2 separate regions of the Oryza sativa genome follow, and region 1 is linked to region 2. The links are chromatin contacts, called in public HiCAR-type maps. All regions are on one chromosome and are shown on one strand. The core of a region is the stretch at or near the end of the contact, and the rest is flanking DNA. Distances in the headings are between cores, read along the strand shown. Region 1 holds the start of LOC4330793 (RING-H2 finger protein ATL29). Region 2 holds the start of LOC4330752 (ethylene-responsive transcription factor RAP2-4).

Region 1 (4,990 bases), core at 711-3,210, 320 kb after region 2:
AACTGGAAGGCCATATAAGCTTGGAGCAACCCACTTTTGTTTTCATGGCTCGGGAAAAAATATAATTCCCTCATTTCTTCTCTTATATATCAAAGAACTTTACAATGTTCTGTCGATGTGTCATATCCCTTAAAAATCATTTATAATATGGGATAGGGAGAGTAATAAAAGCATCGCCGGAGCTGATCCCTGGCTCCCTGCTTGTACTTGCACGTACGGTCATTGTCTCATTGATGTTCATAGCTGTACAATCGATGCATATCATGCATATACGTTATGGGCAATGGTTATCAAGTTGCAAAACGCATGAAAAACATATAAAGATACCGTACACCTGATCAATGAATAAGAGGGTGGAACCCACAAATGCGTCACTCAACTGGCACGCGAATTTATGTTGATTATAAAACATAATATTTTATCAGCAACATAAAAATGAATTCATGGATAAAATTTTATATACGTGTCATTAATGATTTTAAAACCAATGTTAGAAACAAATTACAATTGAAAAAACCTTAAAATCAACTTAAAAGTTGAGTTTTAAAATTTAAAATTTGGCAACTGCCTATAAGTTGAAAGGCAACAATGAGGCTGTTTGTTGCACAATTTTACACGAGGTTAGATTTAAAAGTGCGATTGGATTTTGAAGGTGTGAGGAGGACCAAGAAATGATGCAACATGCCATTATTTAGAGATGATGGCTATACTTCTAATCATGGATGGAAATTTAGCAATACAATTTGCTTCTAAAAATGTCTTATCATTCGAGTTATGTTAGCAACCGTTAATGCTTTTGCGATGCAGACATATGGGCTGCGGAATGTATAATATTAATAGCTTGGTTATAGCTTTTAATTAATAAATAAATGAAAGGTTAGGATTATCCTAATATCTATAAAAGATTGGATTTTATTTAGCACAACTATTTATTTCATTTTCATAGATATATTTGTACGCATTGATTAATCCTTCCGTTATACACTAGAATGAATCATTTGCAACATCTCTTAGGGCAGTCCCAGCCCTCCATCTAGGATGGTGTCTATGGCATTAACTACATTGCCATGTAGGACTTTTAGTTTATGTGGCACTATATTAATTGAGAGAGAGTGAAGAGAGGAAGAAACTGGGTCTCATGCAAGACACAACTTCAACACGAGAACCTATGCACTAGACACTATCAAGTTTTGCATTGGGAGAGAATTATCAAGTTTTGCATTGGGAGAGAATATTGTCTTCATAATAGATAAAGAATAAATATGATTGGTAGAGAAGAAAGATGATGTATTTATTAATGGTCTAATTTAAGAAAGTATGGGTTGTAGAGTATAGTTTCTATTGTGATGTCTTATTGACATGGCACCATAGACACTACTTATGGACACCATAGGTTGGGACTGCCCTTAGTACCTGTTCCTTTCAAAGCGGCTATTGCTTTGGGCAACTCCTTTTTGTTTGTTAATAGGTTTACTGGACGGCTAAACGGAGTATGTTTTATATAAAAAATAAATTTATTTTTAAGCTTATATTAATTAATACCTAATTAATTACGAGCTAGATTCACCTTTGTTTCCGAGCCTGTAACCGTTGATTCAAGCTACATGTGGACTTGCTTTTTTTAGTGGTTTAACTGTTAACCGTTTCTGGGTCCGTTACAGACCTGACAGGTAGACACGTAGCTGAAATCAGAGGAGTCCAAGGTCCAAATCCAACTGGCATGCCCAGTCACCACACTGCTTCTGAACACCTGGACGGTTCGATCGTACAGTCAAACCTGCCAAACAGCGTATCCACCTGGCCGGACAGCGGAATCCACATCCTCCCGCGAGACCCGGCGCGCGCCACGCTATCGCGACGTTCTCGTCGATCGTCCTCCTCACAGGTCACAGCTCACCTCGACTTGACCACTCCTACACGGCCCTTTACTATTTAGTACGACTCCGCACGCTGCATGCGCAGGGAAGACGACTAGCCAAGGCGCCCTCGCCTCCCGCCGCCGACCACGCGCGCTATCTGCATGCCAAGTTGCCGAGCTAGGATGCACGCGCACCAGCACCAGCACGCGCTGCTCGCGGCGCTCCTCGCGTGCGCGCTCGCGGCGTCGTCGTCGACGGCCGGAGCGCAGCCGGCGGGGCAGCAGGGGTATGCCTACGGCGACGTGTCCGGGCAGCAGGTGCACGTCAGCACGACGATGATCGTGCTGCTGGCCGCCGTCGTCGGGGTTTTCCTGTTCATCGCGATCTCCACCATCTACCTCCGCCACTGCACCGGTTACGACCCCGCGACGGAGGGCGGCGGCGTCGGCGGGAGCCGTTCCATGATCCTCCCTGCCAACAGCTTCGTCTCGAGGCGGCAGCGGCGGCCGCGCGGGCTCGACTCGTCGGTGGTCCGGATGTTCCCCACCATGAAGTACGCCGAGGCGAAGGCGCTGCGGGTGGGGAAGGTCGCCGGCGCCGCGCTGGAGTGCGCGGTGTGCCTCAGCGAGTTCGAGGACGACGAGATGCTCAGGTTCCTGCCCAAGTGCAGCCACGCCTTCCACCCGGACTGCATCGGCCAGTGGCTCGCCAGCCACGTGACCTGCCCCGTCTGCCGCCGCAATCTCGACCCTAACAAGGACACCACCGAAGAGGTGATCATCCCGGCCGCCGCCGCCGCCGATCCGAACAGCACCTCCAGTGAAATAGTTGTGATACGGCAAGAAGACGGGGCGCACCCAGCAGCCGTGGTGATCGACGTGGTCACCGAGGAGGACGACGAGGAGCGGAGGAAGGAGGAGCTAGAGCTTCAGGCGATAGGCACCCAGCTCCGCGCGATGCGGTCACGGTCGGGGCTGCGGCCAAAGACGTCGGCGGCGAAGCTTCCCCGGTCGCACTCCACTGGCCACTCCCTCGCCGTCCGGCTCGACGGCGACCTAGAGCGGTACACGCTGCGGCTGCCGGAGCACGTACACAGGGAGATGGTCGCGGCGGGGGAGCAGAGCGTGCGCCGCGGGAGGAGACTCGGGGAAGGGGTCGGCATGGGCGCTCGGTGCAGCCCCCGGTTTTCGCGGTCGGGCAGATGGTCATCTTTTCTCTCAAATTCTTTGTCAGGAAAGCTGTCTTTCCTCTCCCCGTCGTCGAGGAGAACGCCGGATAGCACCCAGGTGGAAGTGTCATCATCCTCGTCGTCGTCGGTGACGAAGGTGAAAGGGAAGCGCGTGGCCGCCGTCGATGTTGCCGACGACGGTTCTGCTCATGGGACTGCACAGTACCCTGGTTGCACTGTGGCCAGCTCGGCGGCGGCGGCGGCTGTGGACGTGGAGAAGGCAGCTACCAGGCAAGTTCGAACATAGAAAACGAACAGAAGTTTTGAGTGAGAAACTTGAACAGTTGAACTTGACGTCATGCATTTTCCCACATGAAAGAAAGAAATGGTCTTTTTTTGTCGGTGGGACTGTATTCTGTACTCTGTACTAGGTATATTATCAACGCCGATATGCCCAAATATTATGGGAGCACCTATTGATCAATCAGGTGACTGCAGAATAGCAAAGGCGAAATAATATACATACTAGGTTGAAGAAACTTAGATGCTTTTTTTTTTTTGGAACTAGAAACTTAGGCTGTGTTTGAGGGAGAGGGGATTGAGAAGATTGGAAAGATACGTAAAACGAGGTGAGTCATTAGTGCATGATTAATTGAGTATTAACTATTTTAAATTTCAAAAATGGACTAATATGATTTTTTAAAACAACTTTCATATAGAAATTTTTTGCAAAAAATACACCATTTAGTAGTTTGGGAAGCGTGCGCGCGGAAAACGAGTGACAATATCTCCAATCTCTCCCCAATCTCCTTTGAAAGAACGCACCCTTAGATGTGAATGTATATTATTGTACATGAGCAAATCAGTAGAATAAAAGATGCCTGAACAATCGCACGCAGTATCATTTTGTGTCTTTAATTGGATAGATAATTATATTCATCCTAGCTCTTACACTGTGGTTTGTGCAGGAGACGAATGCATAAATGAAATGTTAGGCATTAACACCCGCCGTTTCGGCCGGGCGCAGGCTCTGTCAATATGACTGGTAAACCATCTCCATCGACTGGACGCCGAGGGTAAGAATTTAACTTTACAATTCATATCGATGATCGATCAATATGTAAGATTTGCCAATACATCTGAATAAACTGAAGCCTATTACTACATAGCAGAAGTACTAATGCAGCCTCCTTGGAATGGAGTATTTTCGTACAATCTGAACTAACTGAAATCTTATCCCTTCCTGGACTGAAAGAAAAGGAAAATAACTCTCTATTTTTTGGCAAATAATATGTGCAATAGTTTTGATGTACTGTTTTGTCTGCCCAAGGTTAACATCAAAATTCTTAGAAAAGAATTTTCAAGATCAAATTCAACCTAGTCGGCTCAATTAAGAACGACTTTACCTTTAGTTCCCTTCTAGACGGTAAGCGATTCAGATACTTTCACATGTTTTTTTTTCAGGGATAATCATTGCTTTATGTAGATGACAACGATATGAACTTTTTTTTCTTGACTTTGTACGTGCAAACCGTGCTGAAAAATGGGGAAAAGTTACAACGAGTTTAATGGGACAACCAAAATGCATGGAAACAACGTCAACTACTATAGCTGTCGCCTGTCAGGTATACAACGACGATGGACAAAACAGACTACAGGGCAATCTGGTCACAGGGTGGCAAACAGCACCAGAGAAGAGACATTTTAGAAATGTGCCTTTTCAATTTCAAGTTTATAAATGTTATTCTTCAAGTGACAACATTTGGAGTGGCATATACTCCTAACAAAATTTACATAGCCCATTCGAAACAAACTATTCATCAGATTATGATATGTCAAAAATTATCTACTTAATTGAGATAAATTAAATATTTGAAAGAAACAAACCAAACAAATAATTTTAAATAAGTATTTTAAGGGAACATACTTTTATAGAGGCGAGAAGCAAATAGTAATAATCTAT
Region 2 (5,204 bases), core at 2,054-4,553:
GCCATCCACCACCCAAAAAAAAAAATTCCTCCTCTTCACATCCATCCATCCAATGATCCAACGCAACCCCAATATCTGCCTCTAATCGACGCAATTACTGTACTAGTATAGGAGTTCTTAGTTAGGTTAATTTTGGAAGGACTAGTGAGTGTTTTTGTCGTTGAGCTAGCTCATTTCGGAGCTCCATTGTCCACAACTTTGTAAATTGGAGAGCTCACACAGGACTAATTAAACAAGTATATCTTAATTAACTAGTGTCTGATGGAGATTAGTTTTGCGTCGAAATGATGCAGCAGTTTTTTTAGTGCCCGATGCCTATCTTCTCGATCAGCAGCGCTCCTAGATTAATTCGAGGGATATCTTTGATTAGTGAGTTCGGTAGTGGGAGACGCTAGCATTCGTTGTATATATCTCTATATAGGCTGATGCAAGTACAGTACTTGCAGCTACTTCTATTTTGCAATTCCATGATCCAGATGCTTCTGGCAGTTCATTAGCCCCTCGTCTTGACCTTGCGTTTCCACACATAAATACAACGCTACAGCCAGAAAAATGTCACATCTCATCTTGGCTACGCATGGATCGATTAATTTACATTGATGCACACATAATCATTACTCAGAGCGAGGTTACTTGATAGCCCTGAATTGGTGACCAATAATTGTTGTTAAGTACTATATCACCTTGCTTTCGATCTCATCCACTAATCCGTGGCATGGACGAGACCACTCGATCCCGTGGTGATCGGTGGTCGTAGATCGGTCTGACTATTCGTGCGTAAACATCAAGCGCAACTTTCTTTCGTGCCACCGTAAGCCACCCGGAACGAACAATTTTTCGTCCTCCTCCTCCTGTCCTGTCCTGCAGCCGCGAGGCGATCGACGATAGATGACCCGTGCCGCGCGAACGAGCCGAGCACACCGGGCGTGCGCGGAAATGCTACGGTTTTCTTGCCAAAAACGCGGAGATCCCCGTGCGATCGTCGCGGCCCACCACCTCGCGCGCGCGCGTCGTTGCGTTTTTTTTTTGCTTCGCGGCCTCGCGAGACGCTGACCTCGCGCGGGCGCGGCCGGGAGGATCCATCGAAAACGAAGGCGTCGCGTTGCACGACGACGTACGCAGCGCTTGCCCACGTGGATCGGCATCGATCGTTTCGAGATCTCCGGCTCCAAATCGGCGGGGCATCTCCCCGTCTCGTATGCTCTCGTATTCTCATCACCGATATGCGTGTCAACGTCCAGCTCCGTGCCCACGGTTGTGTTGCTCGCGCGGGCGCTCAACTTGCACCAGATTTTTTTGTTCGCCGGGATCGATATTAGAAGGCGCTGCAACCTGTCGTGCAGGTTGTGCTTGTGTGCTTATAGTACCCTTCCTATCGGGGCAGATTACTTGGCCATTCTAATTTTCGACGATTTGAAGCTGGTCTCGATCAGCTGGTGGATAATCACAAATGCAGGAGATGGATTCTAATAGCTCAAATGGACATCTACCCATTTATTACATGTCAATTAGATAGTTATGAATTTTTTTAAAAAAAATTGATAAGATATATCAATATGTAATATATCACTCCACAGATACACAAGTTTAAATTTAACTTCTACAAGTTATAACAAATTTAATTGTAAATATACATATAGTAATTTGAGTTTTGTTTGTTATTTTTGTTACAACTTGTAGAAGTTGAATTTTAACTTGCATGTTTGTGGATTGATATATTACATATTTATCTATTTTGTTCATATTTTTTTATTTTTTTCATAACTATTTTGGATGACATGTAAATAAACGAGTAGACATACACTTAAACTGTTAAAATAGTTTCCGCCCACATGTGGTTTTATATGTACTGTGAGAATGTATCGTACGTGTTTGACTCGTGTAGGTTTGATTTGCTAGAGAAATCGCACGGTTTGGCAAAATCAAGGCGTACACATATCGTACTCCACAATCTCTCCGGATGATATAAGTGTCCCCGAAATTAAAGCTCCGAATAGGTGTGGCGTTATAATCTTCGGCAACATCTTCCCGTTTGTGCTTTAATGTGCCCAACACGCATTTGCACCCTAGCTTGCTGCTTTTTCAGTGCATAAGCAACGGATTAATTAATTCCCTGCTTCTAACGGCCTTCTCTTCAGCTTGCATCATCATGTAATTTCAGATTGAACAGGTGAAACATTACAATCAGCACACTTGTATCACGAGGATTAAACTCGAAAGTCCAAAGACAACCACGTACAGTACATACAGACGCATGAATCAGCTCATTGAAAGGTTGATTGTAACCAGCAAAGTTTGAAAAAACTATTCACCTCGCCATTTTTTCCTCCTTATGTTGCTATCCAAGAATTGATGTTTGTAAAATTTTCACCATAAGTTTTTGACCAAAATGCATTATTGAGGGGCTCCCTACTATACGATCACGTGGCTGTGTTGACCGATGGAAAACAATTTGCCAATAATAAAATCACGGCTGTACAGCGCTTGTAATTAGACCTGCAAATAATGGCGATATAATTGAGGAGGCACTAGAAATCAATAATGTCCTTTTTCATGTCTAAATCAATGGTGCCCGCTTCTCCAATACCAAGAACAGTTCAAGCTCAAATTGTTTCTACCAATTCACACCACTGTTTTTCTTGTAACGCAACAATAGCAGTTCTGGATTTTTTTCCCCCAACCCAGCGAAAGAAACAAGGTGATTTTAAAATAAGAAGAATATATTCAAGATATGGTAGTAGAGGCAAACCATCAAACTACGCAAAGTAAAGCTGAAAGAGAATGAATGAAAGAATAAGAATCCAACATATCTTAATTTACAGAGTAAATGCCAGTCATTGAATACTTTTCAAAACTGTAATGGCCTCAGATGGAGAAGGCTTTTAGCCCTTGGCGCAATCCAAAAGGCGAATTCCCCTGGACAAAGGGCAGCAAAATTTGAAGTCAATCCAGCCCACCATCAGTCCATCAACCAACTACAGGACGCCACGTAAGCAAAACACAGTGTGGCGACGTGCACACCCCTGTCCTGAGCACACGTGGGGCATCCTCACTGGCTGCAACTTGTTACCCCCGCGTGCTACCTGCCGTGGCCTGACGGCATGGGCGAAAGCTACAGCTTATTTGTACTAGTAATTCACATTTCAAAAAAAAAACCCTTTTATTTTCTTTTTGTATATTTTGTAGAGAAAGATTGGCAATGAACAGAGAGGAAGAGAGATGCTTGCCTTCGGTTGCGTTGCGTTGCTTGCACGGCCAAAGTGGCGCTATATAAAGGCCATGGTGTGAGGCCTCTTCTTCCTCAGAGAGACGCCTCAACCCCACCCCAAGAACACCAAAGCCACATCCCATCCCATCCCAGTCCACGGTGAGGTTGAGCGATCTGAAAAAAATCATCAGCGACGAGCAGCAACAGGTTTGTTCTCTGAACTTCTCTGATCTTTTTAGAAGCAGGTAACACACAAGAAAGGTCCTGTCCCAAGAAGGTACTTCTTTCGGGTTTATTAGATCGAAAGAGGAGTTCTTGTGCGTACAGGTTCTTTCTCATCCCATCAACTTCTCCTAGGAGGAACAGAGATCCAGAGAACCTTTTTTCTCTTCTGGATTCTTGCCGATTTTTAGGCTTCCTTTGCTTTTCTAAGGCCAGAAAGGGTTGTTTTGCAATACCCTTCTAGTTCATCCTCTCAAATTTTTCTTCTTTCTATTCAAAAGCTCTTTCTTTCTTTGCACCCTTTGTTTCTCTACTTTTATTGAGGAACAGGGCTGATTTTTCACTTCTTGCATCCAAAAAGCACCCCTTTTTTCTTTCCTGTTTTTAAGATTTCCATACCCTTGCCATCTTCATCTTCTACCTCCATCCAGTCCTCATGGCCGCAGCAATAGACATGTACAAGTATAACACTAGCACACACCAGATCGCATCCTCGGATCAGGAGCTCATGAAAGCGCTCGAACCTTTTATTAGGAGCGCTTCTTCTTCCTCCGCTTCCTCCCCCTGCCACCACTACTACTCTTCTTCTCCTTCCATGAGCCAAGATTCTTACATGCCCACCCCATCTTATCCCACTTCCTCTATCACAACCGCCGCCGCCACCACCACCTCGTCTTTCTCGCAGCTACCTCCGCTGTACTCTTCGCAGTATCATGCTGCTTCACCTGCGGCGTCGGCGACGAACGGGCCGATGGGGCTGACCCACCTGGGCCCAGCCCAGATCCAGCAGATCCAGGCCCAGTTCTTGGCCCAGCAGCAGCAGCAGAGGGCCCTGGCCGGCGCCTTCCTTCGGCCGCGTGGCCAGCCGATGAAGCAGTCCGGGTCGCCGCCGCGCGCGGGGCCGTTCGCGGCGGTCGCCGGGGCGGCGCAGTCGAAGCTCTACCGCGGAGTGCGGCAGCGCCACTGGGGGAAGTGGGTGGCGGAGATCCGCCTCCCGAAGAACCGGACGCGGCTGTGGCTCGGCACCTTCGACACCGCCGAGGACGCCGCGCTCGCCTACGACAAGGCCGCCTTCCGCCTCCGCGGCGACCTCGCGCGGCTCAACTTCCCCACCCTCCGCCGCGGCGGCGCCCACCTCGCCGGCCCGCTCCACGCCTCCGTCGACGCCAAGCTCACCGCCATCTGCCAGTCCCTCGCCACGAGCTCGTCCAAGAACACCCCCGCCGAGTCAGCGGCCTCCGCGGCGGAGCCGGAGTCCCCCAAGTGCTCGGCGTCGACGGAAGGGGAGGACTCGGTGTCCGCCGGCTCCCCTCCTCCGCCCACGCCGCTGTCGCCCCCGGTGCCGGAGATGGAGAAGCTGGACTTCACGGAGGCGCCATGGGACGAGTCGGAGACATTCCACCTGCGCAAGTACCCGTCCTGGGAGATCGACTGGGACTCAATCCTCTCATAAACAAGCAGAAGCAGCTACTACTAGTCTATTACTAGTACTAGTAGTAGTCTTCGTCAAGCTAGAGTCACTCAACTCAACTAGCTGTGTAATCTTCTCTGAATTCCGTGGCTTCCATGGCTCGGTGGCATTTTAGACGTCGGCCATGGCTGCTGCGAGTAGCAGTAACTAGTCAGTACTCAGTAGTAGTAAGGTCGTTGGTATTACGTCGTCGTGCAAGTGTCGTTGGTGTACTCAGTGATCTGATCTCCTGGTTGAGCTGCCGGTTGTTTTTTTCACGGCGCGGCCGGTCGAGAATTAAGCTGTAATCCCTTGTTACATGTT

What was found. HiCAR-type assays count read pairs that join an accessible place to other places.
Region 1: a contact with region 2 is called in a HiCAR-type map of leaf, with 3 times the contacts expected there. The contact joins the promoter of LOC4330793 here to the promoter of LOC4330752 in region 2. A contact is called at or near these places in 1 of 15 Hi-C or Micro-C datasets (seedling) and 1 of 4 datasets of contacts at active chromatin or transcription factors (leaf).

What each region holds. Positions count from the first base shown.
Region 1 is chr2:32,461,166-32,466,155 of ASM3414082v1, forward strand. LOC4330793 (RING-H2 finger protein ATL29) reads left to right here and starts at 1,961. Exons shown (of 3, transcript XR_003240547.2): 1 at 1,961-3,318; 2 at 3,996-4,103; 3 at 4,492-4,816.
Region 2 is chr2:32,140,492-32,145,695 of ASM3414082v1, forward strand. It overlaps LOC4330752 (ethylene-responsive transcription factor RAP2-4), which reads left to right and starts at 3,304. Exons shown (of 1, transcript XM_015770385.3): 1 at 3,304-5,204. The coding sequence starts at 3,867. The coding sequence ends at 4,883.